Linked DNA regions of Mus musculus: all the other regions are linked to region 1. A link is a contact called in public Hi-C, HiChIP or PLAC-seq and Micro-C data. All regions are on one chromosome and are shown on one strand. The core of a region is the stretch at or near the end of the contact, and the rest is flanking DNA. Distances in the headings are between cores, read along the strand shown. Region 1 holds the start of Gabbr2 (gamma-aminobutyric acid (GABA) B receptor, 2). Region 2 overlaps Gabbr2 (gamma-aminobutyric acid (GABA) B receptor, 2). Region 3 overlaps Gabbr2 (gamma-aminobutyric acid (GABA) B receptor, 2). Region 4 holds the start of Col15a1 (collagen, type XV, alpha 1). Region 5 overlaps Gabbr2 (gamma-aminobutyric acid (GABA) B receptor, 2). Region 6 overlaps Gabbr2 (gamma-aminobutyric acid (GABA) B receptor, 2).

Region 1 (3,507 bases), core at 613-3,112:
CAACTCAACAGGGACAATGGCTGGAGTTGCTTTCTTCAGTTCCTTACCTTCCTGGCAAACATGGAGGAGAGTCTCCTAAGTAGAATATAGCTAAGTGGAATGGCTAGTAGCTGAAAGCAGCCCAGCTCCACCTATACAAGAGCAGGGATTCCTGGCTAGTGATTGAGGCAGGCAGGGACTCAGAACTAGGAAAAACACCAAGGTTCCAGTTACCCACAGTGGAACTCAAGATCAGGGCAGAAACTGGGAGCCAGAATGCCCAGACAAGCAAAGTGAGGCATGAGGTCAGAGTCTGGCCTGGAGCCAAGCTGGTGGGCAGGGAGATGGGTCTCCTCCTGTCAGTGAGACATCTTCTAGAATGTCTGGGGTGACTATTACCTCTAGACTATTTTTTTGGCTGGAAGATGGGGGTGCTTGGATGAGCTGTGCTCTTGTACAAAACCTTCAGCCGAGAGGGGAGGAATTATAGCCGCCTAGAAAGTGGCTATGCGGGCAGGCGCCCTGGCTGATTTGGCCTCAGGGTCTCTGGAGCTGTCCAAGGTACTGCCGTCCTCAATTCAGCCTGGGCTCTATCTTCCAGGTTTCCTCCGGGTTTCCTGCCCAGCTCCAAATATGCAGACTCCATTTAGATGACCCATTACAAACTGTGTGGAGGAACGGGATCTAGAGCTACTGAGAGCACCGTGGCCTCCATGTCCTCCTTTTGGAAGGGCTTTCCAATATCAGGGGTGCATAAGAGTCCTTTGTGGCTGTGCATTCTGCTTCCCCTGTATTAGCTGTATATTATCGATCAGTGTATTCTTCTGTAAAACGGGAATGATAGACCCACTGTACTAAGCGTATACGGCTGTTTTGAGGATACATCAGATATGTCAGGTAGCAAGCAGTTAGTGAAGGTTAAATTCCCACCCTTGTTACAAGGTCGTGCTTTTGGTCCACAATGCTTGGATGGGCTGTTTTATAATGTAATGTAATGTATCCTTGTACTAGTCAGGCTTTGGGATGTTGTAGGTTAGTGCTCACAAGTGCCATGATTCACAGGGAGGCACAGAGGGGTTACTCAGGTTCATCTTGTCCAGGACTACTTTGCCTGGGGTTATCCAGTGTGTTTATACCACCTGGGAGACAGAATGAGCCAAGTCCAGGCTGTGCTTCTTGGGACTGAAGACAGGGTTCCCACCCAGGGGAGAATTTTAAGGCGGGGCCCTCTGGGACTGGGGACACCGGGAGGTCAAACGCCTGGAGGAGGCGGTAGTACTCATAGGTCTCCTATCCCAGCCCTGACCTGGGCTTGGCAAAGGACTCCAGACTGGATCAAGGGTCCCAGGTTCCCTGGTAGCTGGCACAGGAGAGCGCAGGCTGCTGGTGCCCCTAGGACACCTTTGTAGAACGTTCGTTTCCTCGACTCGCCCGCCCAGACCTGGGAGAAGCAGTACCCAACCACCTTGCAGGTGCTACAGGAAGCGCAAGGCGAGGCGCCCGCGTCCCCCGCGCATAGCAGCTTCGATTCCCCCGAACGTGGGGCTCTGGAGCTCAGTCCCCGGCGGCGGGGTCAGCCGGCCGCAGCAGCCGGCGCGGCGCAGCGCCCGGGGCGCGAGTGTGCGTGTGCCGGGAGCACGGCCCTCCCCGCGGCAGCCGCAGCGCCGGCGCCTCCCCCTCCCCCGGCGCGCACGGCCCGTCCCTGTCCCCGGAGGCGGCCCGAGCCGCCGCTCAGCAGCCTTGCCTTCGCCTCCCGAGCCTCCTGCCGCCCTCCCTCCCCTGGCCGGGCTCCAGGGTCCGACGTCCCGCGGCTCCGAGCAGGAAAGAGCTGCGATCGCGCACGGAGGCGGGAGGAGGCGGCCGGGTGCGGGGCGGCCGCGCTGGAGAGAGGCGCGCGGAGACTCGGCCCCCTCGGCGCTCGCTCGCTCGCTCGCTCGTTGGCTCCCCGCCTCCCGCACTCCGCTGGCTCCCACCCCTTCCCGGCGTGATTGATCCGTCACGGGCGCCGCCGCCGCCGCCGCGGCCGTTCTGAGCGAGCAGAAGCCGGAGCCGAGCCGGGGCCCGTGCCGGCGCCATTGCGCGGGAGCCGCGGGCAGAGCTCGGCGCCGGGCGGCGGGCCGGGCCAGGCCATGCGGGCCGAGTGAGCTGGCGCCCGCAGCCCGCGGCGCGGCATGGCTTCCCCGCCGAGCTCCGGGCAGCCCCGGCCGCCGCCGCCACCGCCGCCGCCCGCGCGCCTGCTGCTGCCCCTGCTGCTGTCGTTGCTGCTGTCGTTGGCTCCCGGGGCCTGGGGCTGGGCGCGGGGCGCCCCCCGGCCGCCGCCCAGCAGCCCGCCGCTCTCCATCATGGGCCTCATGCCGCTCACCAAGGAGGTGGCCAAGGGCAGCATCGGGCGCGGCGTGCTCCCCGCCGTGGAGCTAGCCATCGAGCAGATCCGCAACGAGTCACTCCTGCGCCCCTACTTCCTGGACCTGCGACTCTACGACACCGAGGTAAGTGTCCAGTGACCCATGCCGTCGAGGCTGGGGGCGTCGAGGAGGGACAGAGCCGTGATTGTCTCCTCCTCGCTGGCTGACCGCGTACTGGGTCCATCAGGGTCTCACTGGGCTTGGCTGGAGCAGGTGGGACCCTGATCTGTGAGCACCTTCCACCTCTGTGTGGGTGTGGAATGGGGGTCTCCTTTGACCAGAGGAGGAGTTAGAGATGTGAGAGGTTGGACTCCCAGAGGCCTGCGCCGGTTGCCCCTGTCCGGTGCTGCTCCTAGGGTTGTCAGGTGCCAAGTAAGAGGAACACGCACACTGATTACAAACTGGGCCAGCCACAGCTGGACAGGCTATGGGGCCTATTCCCAGACCCTAAAAATTCCAAGCCGCCCTTTTAGGGCTAGAGGGCTCCAGGACCCTCGGGGGCCAAGCTTCGGGCAGGACCGATCCTGTGGTGCACTTCTGCAGCTCAGGGCTCGCGCGCGCCACGGTCAGCCTCGGAGCCCGGAGGGTTCTGCAGCGCTGCTGCCTGGATCTGTCCAGCGCTGGCAGTAGCTGGAGCAGTTTTGGGAGACTCCCCTTCCCCCTCTCCCCGCCTTGGGTTAGTTGCTCATAGAGTGGCTTGACAGGTCTAGCCCGGGACGTGTGGTGGTGTCCGATCGCGCTTCCACTTTTGTTCAGCAGCTGCTAACACCGCTGAGCAGGTGCACACTTGAGGCGTTCGTGTCGTGGGAGCCTAGACTTGGAGTGTGGCAGAGGGTTCCCCTCTGGCCTTCTTTTCTGAGCAGAGCTGGAGAACCAAGACCTTTCCATCCCAAACCCCGATCTCACGCCCTCATGTCTAGGTTTCCAAGGAGCCTCAGCTCAGACCCTGACTGCCCACTCTGAGGCTAGGACGAAGAGAGGGCCTGGAAGAGCGATCAGGAATAAGGACGGGTTTGCGAGTTTTTCCGGACCCAGGGAGCCCCTACTCTCCGGTCCGCAGCCTCGAGAGATAAGATTCGGCCTGAAGGGGGCAGTGATTTCCTTTACTGAGAGCTCTGTTGGC
Region 2 (3,507 bases), core at 410-2,909, 240 kb after region 1:
TTCTTATACAACATCTCTTTCAGAGGAAAGCAAACCCTTGACTCATCTCCACCTTGGGACTTTCCTCAAGGATTTTATTTCCGAATCTGCTCCACAGAGGTTCTTATCAAAACAAGTTAGACCCCTGTGTCAGCCCAGGACTTCCTTGGGAGGGCTGGAACAAGCAGGGTTGTCCCTGACGTGATACATGGCAAGCATTCCCAGGTCCCTGGAGGTGGAGGGATAGGAAGGAAGGTGGGGCTGTCATTGCCTCTGCAAGGCCAGAGGGGTCTAGCATCTTCATAGGGTGCTGATCGAAATGCTATCTAACTTCCAAATGGGTTTCTCAAAGTGATCAAGGAGCAGATGTAGAATACAAATCAAATAAAGAGGTGACATCGAAGCACGCTGGACCCTGTGGATGCTGCCCCTAGCCCTGCCAGATCTGCCACACTGGAGACTGTATCTCTCTAAGCACTCAGCAGGTAGCTGGGTACCACTTGGCCCCACTCCATCTTTGATCACCTGTAGCTTTTACTACTGTGCCCAAAACCAGGATGGGGATTGGGGAAAAAAAATCCCTGATATGAACTTTTCCCTGTGAATGCTTCCCATTAGCAAGACGCAAATGGAACTGGTTAGCAGGGGATTATGGGAAATGTGACTGGGAGGCCTGAACACCCCTGCAACACAGAGAAGAATATATGGATGAGAGAGTGAACTATGAGTATTGCCTGGGTCGCAGCTACCAAACCCTGTTGCCTTGGGATCTAATTTCTCACATGGATTGGTCCCCAGTGAGGCGGCAGCCCTGGACTGGCTCTGCTCAAGGAGAGCCGTGACATTTATATATGTAAAGGCTTTCTGAAAGGGGAGCACAATTCTGGGGTTTTAGAAAGTAGGAAGGAGACCAAGACACAGCTCCATGCTGCCTCTCTCGGCAGCCTGAGGAGTCCCCTCATCTTCTAGGAACCTTAGTGTGGGTCAAACTGAGATTGGTGGCTTCGGAGCAAAGAATTTTAGGTCGAACCACTTTAAACATAGAGTTAAATATGAGAGGTAGAAGAAAGAGAATTCAGAAGGAAACACAAGGCCTGCCTGAGGGCACGGACTTGGGAACTGCGGAGAGTAATACACACACCCACGTGTGGGCAACAGGCTCCTCAAAGGACAAAAGTCCTTGTCTTATTAGTAATTCTATATGCTATTTTGGAGATGCTTGAGTTATATCTCAAAGGGTTGCTAAGAAACATATATTTCCTTCTCTCTATCTTTTGATAAGTGAGGTGGGTCTGAGCCGGCAGAGATGGAATTGTAACCTGACAGGCTGCACAAGAGGGTTAGTACTTGCCTGTCCCTGTAAACAGGGCGTCTAGTGAGAATCCTAGGAAAGCACACGTTTGCACCTGTGACAGGGCAAAGGCCTTAAGCAGGGGCTAACCCCGCCGGAACTCTTGCATCCCCGCTGGAGAGAAAGGTCAGCTGTGTTCCGGGACGAAGCCTCCTCTCTCCTCATGTCTCCAGTTTTCCCTGTCTTCCTACCTGCCTCTCACACTGTTTGACTGCAGTGATCTACCACAAAAAGCCAGAGAAGGCTGGTGAACCCTAGGACTTCTCTCAGAAGCCCTCGCCTCCTCCTCTTCCTGCCCACATCCCCTCCCCAACAGGAAGTCTTGGGTTAGGTTGCCGGAAGCAGACAGTGAAGCAAGTGTTGCCTACAGGAAGGGAGGTGGGAATGAGACCCAGGAGCAAGGACTGCAGAAAGAACTCAGAGAAGCAAGACCAAGTCCACAGCTAGATCAGCCTCTCTTCCTTCTTCACCATCACAGCCCCATCACTGACTGACATTTCTTATTCATTGATTGATACAACAGTCCCCTAGAGTGAGACTCGGTGCCCAGTGGGGTACTTGGGCAGAGCATAGTATAGCACCCCTGGAGACTTAGCTGGCTATTCAGTGGCTGAGGAAGAGGCTCCCTGGGCATCGTAGTGAGACCCATATTTAAAACAAAGAATACTTGGCACAGGGTAGGCCAAATGTCGTGTTGTGAGCTGGTCATCTTGTAACCCGGAGGGTAGCTTCTAAAGAGGCTTCCTTCATTACTCAGGAGCAAGAGTCCTTCCTCATCCAGGCCAACGGCCCTCTGAGTAGTTGACAATGATGAAGGGAAACTGAGTGGCAGGTCGCTCGGTAAACTGCGTCACATGACACCTGTGAGCACCTGAACTAATGTGTTGCACACGCTCACATGAACACACACACACACACAATTTTTAAAGTAACAATAAATTTTTACAAAGCAGGAGAGTGTTTTTCTCTCCCACCCATTCCATCTGGCCACGCACACGCCCCCACATGCTTTTTAATATAACCAGCAAAGAATCCACCACCGGACAGACCACATTCTACTCCTAGTTGCCTTTGGGATTCTTCAGATGCTGGCAAGAGATCGGCAAAGAATTTAGGGCTCTGCCCTTGGGGGGAATTTCTTTCCATTTTCTCCTTGTGGAGAGTGGTTTGCATCTTTCCCACCCAGGTAAAGTGGTCCATTTGCATAAACATGATCTTTTTGGAAGGTGTTCTGTGATTTCCAATCATCCCTAGAAATAAAATCACAGCTCCTGTCTCACCTTCCCTTGAAGTGTTTTCACACTTTAGGGAATTGCTTACTGTCACCTGAATGTAGAATTGGGTGGGTGTTCAGTTTCAAACTGATACTACTCACAGCTGTCTACAGGGCTTCTCAAGGTGTCAAAGTGGCTTTGGAAGGTGTTTCTGAAGATGAGGTGCGGGATCCTCTTAGCTCTTAAAGACACAGGCCTGCCTCACCTTAGGGACTGCCCCCATCCCATGCCCCACCCCACCTCCACCCCAGGCATTCTCCTGACAATGCAGTGCGTATGGACCACCATTGCCCTGGCTGCAAATGCTCCGCACACAGTGAGAGGAAAGCAGGATTCCATGGAAACAGCTTCCTTCCTGAGTTTTCACCAACTCCAGTGAGAGAGCCTGCGTCTTAAATAAAACAATTAGGGATGTGGCTCGATGGTAGAGCACTCAGCTCATGTGCACAGGGTCCTGTGTTTGATCCCTGGCACTACTAAACAAAATGAAACTGTGATCGCACTCGTGTGTGTGTGTGTGTGTGTGTGTGTGTGTGTGTGTGTGTGTGTGTGCGCGCGCGCGCATGTATGCCTGCGTGCACATGGAAGCTGGAGACGATCTCGGGTATTGGTCCTCACCTTTCACCGAGTTTGAGACAGGATCTCTTTATATTCAAGGCTTCCTACACCAAGCCATATGCCCAGGGTTTCGCCCAGGAATTTTACAATTCCACTTCTCATTTCAACATAAACAGCACTGGGAATGCAAGTGTTTCCGCCACTCCCAGACTTTTACAGAGATGCTGAGGAATCAAACTCATATCCTCACAGGACAAGTACCTTACCTACTGAGCCATCTCCCCAGCCCAGCCTCAGTTTCTTGATCTGTAAAGTGGGCATCACCCCCATTCCACCTAAGCAAGT
Region 3 (3,507 bases), core at 460-2,959, 220 kb after region 1:
CATCTACTCACTGTCTTCCCCATCTACTCACTGTCCTCCCCATCTACTCACTGTCCTCCCCATCTACTCACTGTCCTCCCCATCTACTCACTGTCCCCCACCTGCTCACTGTCCTTCCCATCTACTCACTGTCCTCCCCATCTACTCACTGTCCTCCCCATCTACTCACTGTCCCCCCATCTACTCACTGTCCTCCCCATCTACTCACTGTCCTCCCCATCTACTCACTGTCCTCCCATCTACTCACTGTCCTCCCCATCTACTCACTGTCCCCCCATCTACTCACTGTCCTCCCCATCTACTCACTGTCCCCCATCTACTCACTGTCCCCCACCTGCTCACTGTCCTTCCCATCTACTCACTGTCCTCCCCATCTACTCACTGTCTTCCCATCTACTCACTGTCCCTTCCCATCTACTCACTGTCCTCCCCATCTACTCACTGTCCTCCCCATCTACTCACTGTCCCCCACCTGCTCACTGTCCTTCCCATCTACTCACTGTCCTCCCATCTACTCACTGCCCTCCCCATCTACTCATCATCCTCCCCATCTACTCACTGTCCTCCCATCTACTCTCTGACCCTCCCATCTACTCACTGCCCCAAGCTTCATCCTTGCCCACAGTGGTTTCCATCTGACACACAGTTCAGCTCAATTACTGCCTGTTTTTTTTTCTGCAGTATCTTATACATGGGACATAGGCATGTCTGATAAATAGCACCTGAATGAATGATTGGAGTAATGAATGCTCCTATCATAGATTAAAGAGAGATTCCAAGTCCACATGAGTGAGGTAAGCAGATTGCACAGGGCCAGGCTACCCATCTGGGTGACTCAAGCCCATGTAGATAAGTGATATTCCCAGCACTCCCACCTCCTCTGACAAGCTAACTTTGGCCTACCAGGGGTTGGGTGAGGTAGGGTTGCCTATCACTGGTTGCCTACAAGATACCTGGTCTGAACCATCGGGTGAGATAGATGGGAGATAGAGAGGGGCCACCAGGATCCCAGGTAAGTAGTGAGTGGCAATATGGTTCCAGCTCAAATTGTTTGGATGTAAGCTTGTCTCCTCTTTTAGACAGTGAGCCTGTGAGCCAATGGTGACAGTAGTGTAGGGACAGTCCTTGTGACTTGGAGTGAGACCTGGCTCTTAGTCTATGAATTGAATGTTTGTTGACTGAATAAATGGTCATAGTATGACTACAATCCAGGGTTCTCCTTCCAAAAGCAGACGTCTCGGGCTGGGGAGGTGGCTCAGTGGATAGAGTGTCACAAGCACAAAGATCTGAGACTTAATCTCCAGAACCCATGTGAAGCCAGGCGCGGTAGCACAGGTCTGTAATCCCAGCACATCTACTGTGACCCAGGATGTGGGGATGAGGGGAATCGCAGGAAGCTCCTGGACCAGTAGGCCTGTTGAACATAGACCCAGCCTCCCACAATGTGTAAAGAAGACCAGTAACTAACGTTCTCCTCTGAGCTCCACACATGCACACGCATGCGCGCGCGCACACACACATGCACATGCACGCACACACACACACACACACACACAGGACTTTTAAACACAGGAAAACCCCCAGAAGTCTTGAAACCTTGTGCCTGAGACATTGACGCAAACACAATTACACATGAGTGCAGACAACACACCACTCTGAAATCCACCGCCTCCCACTCCTGCTGTCAGATACATTTGAGAGATCCAAACAGTGTGGCTTAGCAATTTGTGTGAATTGATGCCTAACCCGACAAAGCCTGCGAGTTTCACTTCCTCAAGGCAGGGGAGAAAATTACCTATTTTTTAAACAAAAAACAGCATGGGGGAGTGTATCGTTTAGAACTTTAGTGGCCTCCCTGAGCAGGCAGTCTGGTCCCAGAGACAAGCAGACCATGAGCCCTGAAGGAGCTGTGAACATGTTGGTCACAGTAGCCTTTGCTGTAATGACAGGTGGAATGGGTAGGAACACCGAGTGCTTGCTGAGTGCTTGCTCTGTGCTGAGTACTGAGCTTAGTTCCCCCTGTAGCATTTCATTTAACTCTCACAATAAGCTCTGTTGTGGGTTAATGTTTCTGCCGCACCCACATTTGTATGTTGGATTCCTAAGCCCGAGGGCCTTGGCACATTTCAGGTGCAGTTGGTTGGGGTCACACTACACAGAATAGTGGCATTAGTAGTGTCTTCATAAAAGCACAAGTTGACAGACACACAGACAGGAGCAAGGCCCCGGATAGAAGAAGGTAGAGGGGTGACACTTCTAAGAACCATGGTACACCAAAGACTGCCAGCAAGCCACCACAAGTCAGGGGACAGGTAGCTAGCCCACCTGCTCAGGCTTTGGAAGCAATGGTCCACAACAACCTTCTGCCTCCAGGACTGGAGGACAGTGTGCTGCTGTTCTGTGAGCCTCCCAAATCAGGAGTCTTCATTTGAAACTAATTAGGCCCCACAAAGTAGAAACTAGCAACACTTTGTGAAAAAAAAAACCAAAAGGTTAATTCGTTTCCCCCACGAACTCCCTCAGAGCTCAGGTGAGTGCAGACACTGAGATTTGAACCTAAGCTGTCCTCTGCCTTTCAACCGTCCTGTTTGCTCTACATCTCTATAAACTTCCTTTAGGGAACAAAACAAGTCCCATGCAAAGGATGAAGATGAAACTAACCAATGAGTCCTCCCTCAGCACCTTTCCAGGTAGGGAACACTGTGGCCCTTGGGGAACAGCAAGGAAGACACTGGTATGCAGCTAGGAGGACTCTGCCCTTGGTTTTTGTTTGTTTGTTTTGTTTTGTTTTGTTTTGTTTGTTTTGTTTTTGTTTTTGTTTTTTAGGCCAGCCACTTCTAGGAAGACCCTTAATTTTTTTTCCTCACACTTAATTTTTTTGTCTCACATGTCTCAGGCTTATCTACTCACTATGTAGCCAAAGATGACTTTGAACTTCTGATCCTCCTGCCTCCACCTTCCCACGTGCTGCGATCACAGGTGTACATCACGCTTGTGTCCACCTGATTGCCCGATGCCACCCGACACTGCCCCAGCCTCGCCCCTGACTCCGCCCCTAGCCCCGCCCCTGGCGCCGCTACCTGCCGGGGATCAGGCTCTGCGTTTTGTTCCAACAGTGTCTTTTCATTCTGTTGTCTTTTCACCTGGTCCACAGAGGGGCGGGGCATTCTACAGCCCCAAGTCTTGGCTTCTTATTTCTTTGTGTCCTTAAGAGTCCCATGATCTCTTTCGCTTAAGGGGTATTGGGGACCATCAGACCAGTATCAAAACGGCCTCCCAGCCAGCTGACACTCACTCCCTGGACACAGGTGTCTCCTCTCCTTTTGCTATTATTCTCGCCTATCAGATCGTGGAGGTTTCTCTGGTGACCATGCTTTTCAATCTTTTTCATTCTTATTTCAATGTGACAGGAACTCGGTTTTAACCCAGTGGTTCTCAGCTTGTGACTTGAGACCCTTTGGGGGTCAAATGAGCCTTTCAGAGGGGTCCCCTAAGACCATCGGGAAA
Region 4 (3,507 bases), core at 623-3,122, 220 kb before region 1:
TTAACCGTGTAAACCTCATGCAAGATCTATACAGCTCAGGGCTCCAGGAGCCCTCTTCAAATCCCAAAGGGGCATTGGATGTCATCAGCTGCCCTCTGCTGCTGACTTGGCAAAGCCCTATGTCATATGGGAAATTGCAAGGTTTCCACACTGGCTATCCTTGGGAGAAGCCAGAACTCTGCTCCAACTGCCCTTTGATCTGCAAGAAACACCAGGCTGGGCGCCCTGGCAGGAAAAGCTATCATTGCATCTGCGCCTTGCTCCCTTGCAGATCACGGGCGGAGTGATACCAGGCATTTTCAAGTAACTACGGAGTCAAACAAGACCACCAATCCTGGACCAGCTTCCTAGGGGACTATACAACACTTCTCCGCCTTCACTGTTTTCAACTGGGCTATGCGCTACTTCTCTAAGTCCAAAGCGGGTCAGGGCTGTTGTTCCAAAAGCCTGGTTTTGCTGAGTACATAATGCAAAGGCTGAGCAGGGACAGGAACCTGCCCAACTGGGTTTGAGTTCTGGCTTTCATAGTTGCCACTTCCTAAGCCTCCCCAACAATGCTTTCCAACACAGGCACTCCTGAGAAGAGCAAGGTATCTTTCCGACACTTATTCTCATGGAAAGGACATTATTTCCCATCTGTCCGTTACACTTCTCAACGCTTCTGGAACAATGAGGGTCTAGTTTACCAGATCTTCTCAGATGAGGAAACTGAGGCATGCAGAGTGAAAAAATGTTGCCCACAGTCACCCAACAGAGGCGCAATTCACACCGGCAGTTCGACTTTAAGTCAGACCCACTTTAATCCAACAGCTTCTGAGTCCTCTCAGGGGAAACTGAGGCCCATAGAAGAGAAAGAAAGATCAGTTTCTCAGGCTTAGTCCATCATCCACTGCGCCTCTGTCCGGCAGGGATGGGGACCTCTAGTGACTCAGGCTGAACCAAACACGCTAGCGACTCTGTTCTGTTATGTCAGGAACGACTAGGATGTCAAGGTATCCCTGCCGAAGACCATGTTTTCCCATGGACTGAGTGTACATGGGACCTGCTCACCCTACAGCCCAGTGCGCACGACCTCAGCGCGGGAGCCCAGCGCGCTTTGGGATAGTTTGGCAGTGTGTTGTCACTGTACAGCTAAAACCCCTCTCTGCCCGCTCTGGTGAGCCACGTCCAGCCCAGACACTCTTGTGTGCCTTCGCTGAGGCAATCATCTCAGCGCCTAGGAACCCGGGGGGCCCGGGAGGACCCAGGGCAAGACGGCTGTGCGCCGCGCCAAGCAAGTACTCCCTTTTATGTCCAGGAATGAGGCGCCGTAGCACCCGGGCGCGCAAACCCAAGCGGCTGTGGCTTACCTGTCGCAGCGCGGGTCTGCAGGACAGCGGAGAGCAGCGCGGAGATGATGGAGAGCAGCCACCTCGGGCGCCGGCCCTGCGCGGTCCTCCTGCAAGAAGCGGTGGCAGAGAAGGTGAGGCGGCGGCTAGGAGGTGAGGCGAAGGTGCAGGGGGAGCGGGGCGCGGGTCCTACCTGTGTGTCATGGTGCAGCCGCCGGACCCCAGCTGTACTTCGCCCGCGGAACAAAGGCTGCGCTCGGTGGCGACGGCGGGATCCCCGCTGCTGCCCGCGCCTGAGTCACCCGCGCTCTGAAACCCGACTCCGCCGCGCCCTGCGCTCCCCCACGCGCGGTGCCCCACCTCGCCGCCGGTCCCCGCTGCGCCTCCCCACGCCCCCTTCTTCCCGCCACCCCAGAGCCTTATGTAACCCGCGAGGAAAGCCCCGCATGCAGACGCAGAGCTCCACAACCCAGGGCCGGCTGGGATCGCTGGGGTTTCCTTACATGACAGACTAGGCTATTGAGATTCAGAGGGGAGTGGCAGTGTCCCAAAGCTACGCGGTTGAAGTCGCTCCTGGTTGCTGTGCCACACCCAGCAGGCCAGCCAAGATCCCACTTGCATGCCCCAGAGTAACACGGTGGGGACGGAAGTCATACACAGAGCGAGGACTTTGAAGGACTCGTGGGGTGTGCTCTGAATATTTTGGAATCCCAAAACCTTGACCAAGGGGAACTGAAGTCCAGAGAAGCCAAACGATTTACCAAGGCATCCATCCAGTGAGCCACACAAGAGAATCAACATTGAAGAAAAGAGTAAGGTCTCAATGTTGACCTAGGCACATAGAGTCAGGTGTGTTACCTGCCCGCTGGGAACAAGACACCCTTTAACTAACAAGCAACACAGAAGGCAGGAATTGGGAGCTTAGCTCTTGAAAAACGCTATCCTTAGGAGCTCTTGCAGTTACTAACTAGTGCACTGCAGGAAACGTGGGGGTGAGGACACACCACAAGGGTCAAGACAGGCAGAGCCATTGGCTTTTAAGGGACCGAGGCACCGGAAGCCAGGAGGGCTCCAAGGAACTAACAAGGAAGTTAGGGGGCATTCTAAGGATACTGCCCACTTAAGGTGGCTTTGACATCTGTTCACCCTGTCTATGGATTTGAACTCTCGTTCCCCTTTTGTGCCTTCTGTGATGGGTATAACACTTGTTACAAATGATTAACCATGGGGAATTGGCTTTCTTGGGTCTGGATTTCTCTATTACTTGTAAAATGCACCAGCCAGATCTGTAACTGACTTCCTAGATAGATTTACCTAAGGAAATTGTCGCACCCAAGGTTGTTCTGTTTGACAGTTAGAGCCAGTGGCTATAAACAGGTGGCCTGGGTCTCCATGTGGTCCGCAGATAAGTTTGGTCAGTGATAGCTTCCAAATTAAAAAGTTAATAATAACAACATTTTATAATTATGAACTGTTTATTAAGATCCATATTTTGTAGGGCTGGAAGGATGGCTCAGGGGTTAAAAGCATGTAGTGCTCTCGAAGAGAACCCAAGGTCCAGGCACCCACATAGAGTAGGCTACAATCACCAGCAACTCTAGTTCCTGCGACCTAACACCCTCCTCTGGCCTCTGTGGGCACTCCTACATGCATGTACATACAAATATATGCACACAAATTGAAAAACCAAATTTGTGGACTATTAGAATTCAGGTAGACCTGATGACATGGAACCTGCATTTTTGATGTCAGATTTTATTGGAATTTCATCAGTTGGGCAATATCCTCCAGTTTACCATGGTTGCCACCATTTTCTGCTTCACCCATCAACAAGACAAAGGACCAGTCCTACTTAATACCACACTTGAAGTCTGTCTTTGCTCATAAGTCAGAGTGAAACTGGATTGAGAGCTTACCACCCTGTTCCAAACGAGCAAACAAGGGGTCTATGGAGAGACGGCCGTGTCTAAATGAGATAGGGAAGAGCTTATGTTTAATACACAGATACAGTTTGGTTACACATATAAGATGACTTTATGCCACAAGCCTGACCTGCCCCAGGAGGAAGGTACATCCTGTATTCAGCTGATGGGGCTTGACTGTGGTTCAACTCATCAGTGCTGGATACTGCAGTAGATTCCTTTACCGCCCTCTCAGAGAAGTCCTGTGTACACATTTG
Region 5 (3,507 bases), core at 409-2,908, 180 kb after region 1:
ACCCAGGCCTGACGGCAGGGAGCCTGTCACCCCGGTGCTGGGGAGGGAAAGACTGGGGGATCTCTGGGGCTCACTGGTCATTAGAGCTAGCTCCAGGTTCTGTGAGAACTCTTAGAAGAATCAACCCCTGGCCTCAACACACGTGTACACTCATGTGAGCACTCACCCATACACAAACATGCACACATCCAACATGCACCATAGGAAACAAAGGTGGATCCCACGAAATTGCCCATATTTGACCATTGTTGAACTATCAAATGCAATTAGTGCAAACATGTAAGGCTGTATGTACTGGCTAGCTAGCTGGTCTCTGTGTCCTAGCCACTTTGGTATTGGAAAGGACACCTAGACACATTTTAACAGATGTGTTAATGTACAAACTTGAAGGATAAATCCCACAAATAATCTAGACAGAGCTATGGGGGTTGTAGCAGGGGCGGGAGTCAAACTTCCCCCAAGGTTCTCACACCCAGGCTGCCCTCCAGCCTCTTTGTACCATGAAACCCTAGGGTTATTGGAGCAGCTGGGACATACATGTTACTGTGTGAGGCTCACGTGACATACCAACAGGGAACCTTTCTGGAAGGTGGTCCTGAGAGCCAGCTGGGAACCATGATACACTTTATAGCTGAGGTCAGGATAGAAACAGGCAAGTGGGGACCGCAGAATCAGAAAAGAGAGCCGTCTAAACAATTGCTGTACATGGGGAAAAGCATGGGACCTCCCATAGAGTACAGAAATGGGCACCGCAACAGTAACAGAGATGTGAAATCCAGAGTGCACCCTCAGAGCCTGAGAAATGGAAACTTGAAAAAACAGACACCAAATTCTTGGTTTCTGTAAGAGAAGAGACCCAAGAGAGGCAAGTTCACAGCCAAGCCTGACAGAGGAGGACGGTTGAAGTGAGCTGAGAGTCAGAACCCCGCTGGCGTGAGACCCAGGAACCCCTCTCTACCGCCACCTACATCTAAAACTGTAGCTAGAGGACACTAAGATAAACCTGGGCTGAAGGAACAACATGGTGGTATTCAAACCCAAAGCTGCCAGAACATGGAAGACAGCAGCAAGGAAAGTCTGGTCCATGTGCCCAAACAAAGCAAGCTTTAAAACAATGCTCCAAATAGGCCATGGCAGACCAAACAGCAATTCTGACCAGAAACCTGAATGAGGTCAACTTCAACATGAAATGCCAGATTGTTGTTTTTGTGTTTGTTTCTGTTGTTGTGTGGGTGTTTGTTTGTTTGTTTTGTATTTAGTTGTTTGTGTGTGTGTTGTTGTTTGGTTTGGTTTGGTTTGGTTTGGTTTGGTTTGGTTTGGTTTGGTTTGGTTTGTTTGAGATAGGATCTTTATGGCCTGTTCTGCCTCAACCTCTTGAGTTCCTGCAGTATGGAACCCACCCCAGCATCCTGATGCAGGTATTAAGGGCTAATGGCTGGCCAGAGGTCTTCTACAACGCACCCAGAATCCTGCCAAAGGGGATCAAGAAGCAGGCACTGGGCAGGCCTGCTATGGATGAGGGGACAGTGGTGTGAGATGACCAGGCACGTGGGTTGTCCCTACTCCAGTTGATAGCTTGGTGAACTACAGAGCTGGCCTGCAGGAGGACTCCAAGGTAGGAGGAACACAGAACAGGAAGCTCCCGTTAGCTCTCTTTTTCCATTACAGGCATAACTGACATTTGCATTTGAATGCTTGCTAAGCACACTCTCCTCTCTGTGTAGCCTTCCCACGGTGCTCCTCTCTTCCTCACCACAAACAGGAGCTCAGTGCAGGCTTTGACCCAAGCAGGCCTGGACTTCTTTCCTTCCGCTCCTTGCCCAGCTATTGTCAGACACCCAATAAGCTCCTATGACAGTCCTCTCGAGCAGAGCACTCCCAAGATTGAAGAATTGGTGGCTGGTGTCACATTGGAAACCCAAGAAAAGGATGAGAAGCAAGAAATGAATCCATGGCATGTCCCATTCTGAAATAATCCTAGGAGTTCCTGTAAAAGCCATGAAGAGCCAGGAGACTGAGAGCTCCCTGTGGTCCCTAGGCCCACAGAGCAACCTTGTGTGGGCATCACTGGTGGGGTCAGGGATCTCACCTCTGATCTCTTCACAGCCTGTCCTCTGACCTCAGCCCCTGCTTCTGCTTCAACACCCATGACAGACACTACCCAGTGCTTGATTTGTGCTTAGATTTATCCATTCTTTTAATCCTCCCAGTTACTATACAGTAGCGGCCAGCAAATGATGGCCAATGGGCCAAATCTGGCCCTCCGTTCCGTTTTATAAATAAAGTTTTATTGTAACACATTCATTTAGCACACTGCTTTGGGCTGCTTTTGTGCTCCAGCGGCAAAACAGAGTAATTGCCACAGAGAATAATTGCCCATAAAAACCTAGATTATTTACTACCTGGCCCCCTATAGGAAGTATTATTATCTCCATTCTACACGTTGAGAAAATGCAGCTCAAGGAACTTGACCCAGGCTGGAGGCCATGCAGCACCCTGACAGACGTGGCAGTGTGGGGGTGAGGCTGAAGGAGGGCACGGAGCCACACAGCATGGTCCCGGCTTCATGCCCATCTGCCCCTCGGTAGCTGAGGGATTCTTCCATAGCCTTTGAACATTCCGGATAATGCTCATATCCTTTCCCTTATGAGCCTTCTCATCAATAAATCAGAAAGGAGATAGCTCTGCAGCTTACACACGTGGGGGGAGGCAAAAGATGGGGGACATGGGAGTCAGCAAGTCTTGGGCTTGGCAGGAATCCCCAGTACTCACCTTAAGTACCTATTAAAGGCTGAACTCCCACAAGGCATCATGGGATCTCTACCTGTGTCCCACAGGGCACATGCAACCCAAGATCGCTATGAATGGGGTCCGACACAAAACTGTAACCTTTTTAGAACATTGCGAAAGGTTTCTGCAGTGTCTACTGGTAACTAGGTTGTGCAGTTCGTAAGTATAAACATTGTGGATGACATCACCGAGTCTCGCTGTCAAAAGACTCGGTACACCTGCTGGAACCAGGTCTCTGACTCTAAAAAGAGTAACCTATTTTTGAATGAGTCGTAAAAATAGCCCAATACTGGTAAGCTTTCTGCAGCTGAGAGGGCACAAAGGTGAACCAGCATTGGGCCCATCAAAGAGAGAGGACAGCAGAGTCCAACTCAGGTGGGGACTCACAGGTCATTTCCTATGGCTGATGGATGACACAAGGCTATGTGTATGGAAATCACACAGATGTGCCTTTCTCGAGGCTAGAAGCTAATACACGTTTTGGCAATTGAAAATGATGATGTCGGGGCTGATTCCTTCTGGAGCTCAGCCCAGCCCTGCCCAGGTCATCTAATGTCAGATGAGTCCTGCCCAGGTCATCCAGTGTCAGATGAGCCGCCTTAGCTACTGCCAAAGCTTGAGCCTCATTCCATGGGGCGTTGCATCCCCTCAGTCTCTGGGATGTGGATGTCTGTAGGAGGCTCTACTCTACATGAGACAGCCTGAAGATGCACCCTC
Region 6 (3,507 bases), core at 623-3,122, 160 kb after region 1:
GGCCACAAGGGTTCCAGACCACAGGTGAGGAAGGGAGTGTGCTGCCTTTGAGACAGTGTCTGGGCCATCCTTACCATCCTCTAAGCTCTCTCAGGGACTCTGCCTGGGTGTGCCTCCTGCATCCCAGCCAAGTTCCCAAGATGCCATTCTGGCCCTGGAAAACAGCTACTGCGTCAGCCCTGAGGAGAAGGAAAACGCACTGCCTTGTCATCTGTGGTCACTTTCTGAGTACCTACTGTGTGCAGGTGACTCCATTCACCCAGAATGGTGACATGGTTTAGAAAGGACTTACCAAGGGAAGGGTTAGTGCCGTGCCGGGTGTGACAGGCAAGACTTAGCAGGTGCTTATGGGATCTTCGGGCTCTGTCCCTTGGCGGAGAAAAGCCTGGGGGGAGGGGTCTTTGGCAAGCATCCTTGACTCCCACTTCACCCCAGAAGCAAGTAGGGAGCTGTGTGTGCTGAGCAGCCCATCTCTTGGCACTTCCTTCCAGACCCCCGGAACTCTTGACGTGCTGTTTCAGCATGCTATTTTATTATCCCCCAGTTCCCAGATCTTAGAGACCAGCACGCCCCACCACACCTGCTCGCACCCTGCTCCCAGCATGCCTTACTTCAGACGGCCTCTGAGCTGACAGGCAGCATGTGTGTAGGTTCTCCACAGCTATTCTGGTACACTCTGGCTTCGAGTTCTCCCCCAAGGCCCATCTGCCTGGCTTCGGGAGCCCCAGGGCCTGTGTGAAAGGAATGGAATGGAGATGTTGGATAGAGCCTCCAGGAAATTGTGAATATTTGGTTGGGAGAGTCAGCTGTGAGGAAGCCAAGCTTCCTGTCATCTATAGAAAGCCATGGAAGGGGTTTTTTTTTTAGAAGAGAGTGGGGTGGTCACAGTCCTCAGGGCCGATGAGGACAAACAGACCTGAAGCCAAGAAACCCTGTAGTCATGAAGAAGAGAAGTTACAAGGCTACAGTGACTCTTCATGTGTATTCTTTTAAAATATTAATTATTATTTTCTGTCATGTTGATAAGGTTCTTGATGCAGAAAGTTGACAAAATAAGAAAGGGGGGGAAGGAAAATAAAAAGTCAGCCATAACTTTAGTTAGTCCATTTTCCTATTGCCATTATAAAACACCTGTGACCGAGTGTATTATAAAGAAAAATTGTTTACCCAACTCGTCATTCCGGAGGGTCAGTGATGTGGCACCAACATCAGCTAGAGTCTTCTGAGAGCTTCACTGCAGACCTGAGGGTGTGAGAAGGCCAGTCATGGCTAGTCAGCCCTCTCTTGAGGACTGCATCTCTTCCTTCTGAAAGGAACACCTTCCAGGACGTAATTAGTTCCCACCAGGCCTCATGTCTCAAGGTCTGATCACTTTCCACCACAGCCACACAGAGGACCAAGTCCTCCACACACGAACCACTTCAGGAGGGCAAAGCCCAGAAACCAGTGTTAGCATCAAGCTCGGTCGTGATGGTTTTCCTAACAAGTGTGAAGAATTCTGCGGCCAGGAGCAATGTATTCTTCCTATGTGCTCGGCCTGGAGTGAGCATCCTCCCAGGTTAGCGAGTGTCCCCACCGCACCCTGGTGACCAGTAGCTGTCTGTCCCTGGGGCATATTTCAGGCTTATTTTCCAGTCTTATTCACTCTGCCGTCTGACCCTTCCTTCCTTTATTCTGCAACTATTCTGCCTGCTGAAGTGCTTCCAGAGCTGTTAGCGTTTTATTTTTCTTCAAAATTTTTATTTGTCATTCCAAGATATGTTGGAACGAGGCAGATCTGGATTTCCTGCCACCGCCTTCATCCGGTCCCTGTTCAAAAGCCCCTGCCGCTCCCTCGCTCCCTCGCTCCCTCGCTCCCTGGCTCGCTGGGCGCGCTATCACTTACTCAAGCGAGGAGAGGCCCTGATGCAGAACGCGGAGGTAACTGCCAGTTTGTGGCTGATTATACACAGAGATACAATGGACTCTTATTGGAACTTCTGTCTGCGCATCTCTGATTATCTTCCAGGGATGGTTCCTAGAAATAGCACTCGTGCATTTTGAACCTTTTGTGTGTGTTGCCAAATTGTCCTCCGAGAAGATCACACCACTGAGTGCCAGCGCCTCAACGCACATTCTCTCACCCTTGGCAGTGGCTGTTTTAATTTGCATTTCTTTGATTACTATTGAGATTGAATCTCTTTCCTAAGGCTCCTCTTGTTTCTAATTTTCCTTTTGTGAGTTTGGCGGCTCATGTGATTGGCACTTTTCCTGACTGGACCATCCTTCTGTCCCAGGTTGGTGAGCCTGCTTTATACCAGGCCACCCTCCCTTCTCACGTTTGTGGGAGGTATTTGCTCATGTTTCATGAGTCCTTGAACCTTGGCTTTGTGAGTTGACGAGTGGGATTTGTTATTTTATGTGGCTAGGTTTATCGAAGCCATTCTCCTCACCTTTAACGCTCCTCATCTTTAACGCTGTGCTCAAAACCCCCTCATCACAGGGACTCTTATAACTATGTCTGTTCTCTTCCATTGCGTCCACTGTTGCGTTCCGCCTTATCTTGAATTTCAGCTAAAATAAATAAATAAGTGTCTGAAGCATCAAATCCTTTTTCTCCTGCTCCCAGACACTCAATTATTCTTTCGGCATTTAATGACTAGATCTTTTCCAGACTCATTTAAAATGCCTACGCTAAAGTTGACCTTTAGAAAATAACATACATTTCTATATGCTTTTGACCAGTTTCGCAGGATATAAATGTAGCGCACGCCACAGATGTGATTTTAAACTTTCTGGTGGCTACATTTTAAAGTGTTAGAAAATAAATAGGCAAAATCAACTTTAACAATGTGTTTCCTTTGCTGCAACATGTCCTAAATATTATCATTTCGGCACACGTCACTGACTACGCTCCGTGAGGGCTAGGGACCCAGTGGCGCTTAGTAGGGCTGCACCAGCTTGAAGCGTTCCTGCATTGAAGTGTGTTTCGTTGCTCTAACCAATGTGGACCTGGCACCCTGGGTCTTAAGGGGTTCTCACAGCGCGACTGATTCATAGTCCGCGCTTCTTCACTCACAAACTTTATTTTCACCAAATTGATTGTGGTGAGGCTCCCAGAATGCTCTTGACTCTCTTGCCTGAATTCCAGCCACTCTCCGATTGCTCTGCGGCAGACACGACACCTCTGTGACCCATGGTGCACATTCATAAACACGGAGTTCTTGGCTCACTTGTTTGCTGGCTGGCAAAGTAGCCTCGTTTTCTTTGTGTAGGTTCTCTCCTTGGCTGGTGGGGTTGCTTCTGTGTATCCTACATTGAGGCCTGCCTTGGGAGATGGGATCTACTTTCTAGAATATTTTTAAAGTAGTTCTCACTGGCTTATAGGAAAGCTATTGATCTCCCTGCAAGCATCTCTTAGGACTGGTTGTGTTGAATGTATTGCTTCCGGAAGTTTCTCCTCTCTCAGTTCCCTTGAGTCTTCTGAGCAGTTGTCAACAACATCGACATCAAGAATGAGCTTGCTCT

Evidence for each region. A called contact is a pair of places that touch in the nucleus more often than the background predicts. HiChIP or PLAC-seq counts read pairs in DNA pulled down with a chosen protein or histone mark.
Region 2: a contact with region 1 is called in a Hi-C map of bone marrow-derived macrophages, with 34 read pairs. The contact joins the enhancer-like site here to the promoter of Gabbr2 in region 1. A contact is called at or near these places in 12 of 39 promoter capture datasets (the C10 cell line, cranial neural crest, embryonic stem cells and 6 more), 6 of 484 Hi-C or Micro-C datasets (bone marrow-derived macrophages, brain, cortical neurons and 3 more), 22 of 115 datasets of contacts at active chromatin or transcription factors (SST interneurons, T-cell acute lymphoblastic leukemia, VIP interneurons and 16 more) and 4 of 9 other capture datasets (adipose tissue, embryonic stem cells, liver and 1 more).
Region 3: an H3K4me3 HiChIP or PLAC-seq map of bone marrow-derived macrophages shows a contact between it and region 1, with 6 times the contacts expected there. The contact joins the enhancer-like site here to the promoter of Gabbr2 in region 1. A contact is called at or near these places in 19 of 39 promoter capture datasets (the 3T3-L1 cell line, 3T3-L1-derived adipocytes, the C10 cell line and 11 more), 1 of 15 datasets of contacts at CTCF or cohesin (stem cell-derived epiblast-like cells), 15 of 484 Hi-C or Micro-C datasets (bone marrow-derived macrophages, cerebral cortex, cortical neurons and 4 more), 25 of 115 datasets of contacts at active chromatin or transcription factors (SST interneurons, VIP interneurons, bone marrow-derived macrophages and 16 more) and 4 of 9 other capture datasets (adipose tissue, embryonic stem cells, liver and 1 more).
Region 4: a contact with region 1 is called in a Micro-C map of embryonic stem cells, with 2.6 times the contacts expected there. The contact joins the promoter of Col15a1 here to the promoter of Gabbr2 in region 1. A contact is called at or near these places in 2 of 484 Hi-C or Micro-C datasets (both in embryonic stem cells).
Region 5: a contact with region 1 is called in an H3K27ac HiChIP or PLAC-seq map of oligodendrocyte precursor cells, with 6 times the contacts expected there. The contact joins the enhancer-like site here to the promoter of Gabbr2 in region 1. A contact is called at or near these places in 6 of 39 promoter capture datasets (the 3T3-L1 cell line, 3T3-L1-derived adipocytes, cranial neural crest and 3 more), 7 of 484 Hi-C or Micro-C datasets (the G1E-ER4 cell line, bone marrow-derived macrophages, cerebellar granule neurons and 3 more), 14 of 115 datasets of contacts at active chromatin or transcription factors (SST interneurons, VIP interneurons, bone marrow-derived macrophages and 10 more) and 4 of 9 other capture datasets (adipose tissue, embryonic stem cells, liver and 1 more).
Region 6: an H3K4me3 HiChIP or PLAC-seq map of forebrain shows a contact between it and region 1, with 4 times the contacts expected there. The contact joins the enhancer-like site here to the promoter of Gabbr2 in region 1. A contact is called at or near these places in 16 of 39 promoter capture datasets (the 3T3-L1 cell line, 3T3-L1-derived adipocytes, the C10 cell line and 10 more), 13 of 484 Hi-C or Micro-C datasets (bone marrow-derived macrophages, cerebellar granule neurons, cerebellum and 8 more), 10 of 115 datasets of contacts at active chromatin or transcription factors (SST interneurons, T-cell acute lymphoblastic leukemia, VIP interneurons and 7 more) and 4 of 9 other capture datasets (adipose tissue, embryonic stem cells, liver and 1 more).

Annotation. Positions count from the first base shown.
Region 1 is chr4:46,990,069-46,993,575 of GRCm38.p6, reverse strand. It overlaps Gabbr2 (gamma-aminobutyric acid (GABA) B receptor, 2), which reads left to right and starts at 1,862. Exons shown (of 19, transcript NM_001081141.2): 1 at 1,862-2,468. The coding sequence starts at 2,151.
Region 2 is chr4:46,750,648-46,754,154 of GRCm38.p6, reverse strand. The region is part of intron 7 of Gabbr2 (gamma-aminobutyric acid (GABA) B receptor, 2); the gene reads left to right. Among named protein-coding and RNA genes, the nearest start is that of Gm32208, 97 kb to the left of the region's middle. Within about 2 kb of position 1,659, at least 40 of the 459 cell types and tissues checked have an H3K27ac peak or open chromatin away from gene starts, as enhancers often do. A contact at or near this core is called in T-cell acute lymphoblastic leukemia, acute myeloid leukemia, bone marrow-derived macrophages and 1 more, where this site is marked.
Region 3 is chr4:46,774,388-46,777,894 of GRCm38.p6, reverse strand. The region is part of intron 7 of Gabbr2 (gamma-aminobutyric acid (GABA) B receptor, 2); the gene reads left to right. Among named protein-coding and RNA genes, the nearest start is that of Gm32208, 74 kb to the left of the region's middle. Within about 2 kb of position 1,709, at least 20 of the 459 cell types and tissues checked have an H3K27ac peak or open chromatin away from gene starts, as enhancers often do. A contact at or near this core is called in bone marrow-derived macrophages, where this site is marked.
Region 4 is chr4:47,206,377-47,209,883 of GRCm38.p6, reverse strand. Col15a1 (collagen, type XV, alpha 1) reads right to left here and starts at 1,872. Exons shown (of 40, transcript NM_009928.3): 1 at 1,522-1,872; 2 at 1,350-1,438. The coding sequence starts at 1,532. It overlaps Gm12426 (a long non-coding RNA gene), which reads left to right and starts at 258. Exons shown (of 3, transcript XR_001784287.2): 1 at 258-590; 2 at 1,298-1,462.
Region 5 is chr4:46,809,557-46,813,063 of GRCm38.p6, reverse strand. All of the region lies in intron 4 of Gabbr2 (gamma-aminobutyric acid (GABA) B receptor, 2), which reads left to right. Among named protein-coding and RNA genes, the nearest start is that of Gm32208, 38 kb to the left of the region's middle. Within about 2 kb of position 1,658, at least 5 of the 459 cell types and tissues checked have an H3K27ac peak or open chromatin away from gene starts, as enhancers often do. A contact at or near this core is called in oligodendrocyte precursor cells, where this site is marked.
Region 6 is chr4:46,834,701-46,838,207 of GRCm38.p6, reverse strand. All of the region lies in intron 3 of Gabbr2 (gamma-aminobutyric acid (GABA) B receptor, 2), which reads left to right. Among named protein-coding and RNA genes, the nearest start is that of Gm32208, 13 kb to the left of the region's middle. Within about 2 kb of position 1,872, at least 17 of the 459 cell types and tissues checked have an H3K27ac peak or open chromatin away from gene starts, as enhancers often do. A contact at or near this core is called in SST interneurons, VIP interneurons, cerebral cortex and 2 more, where this site is marked.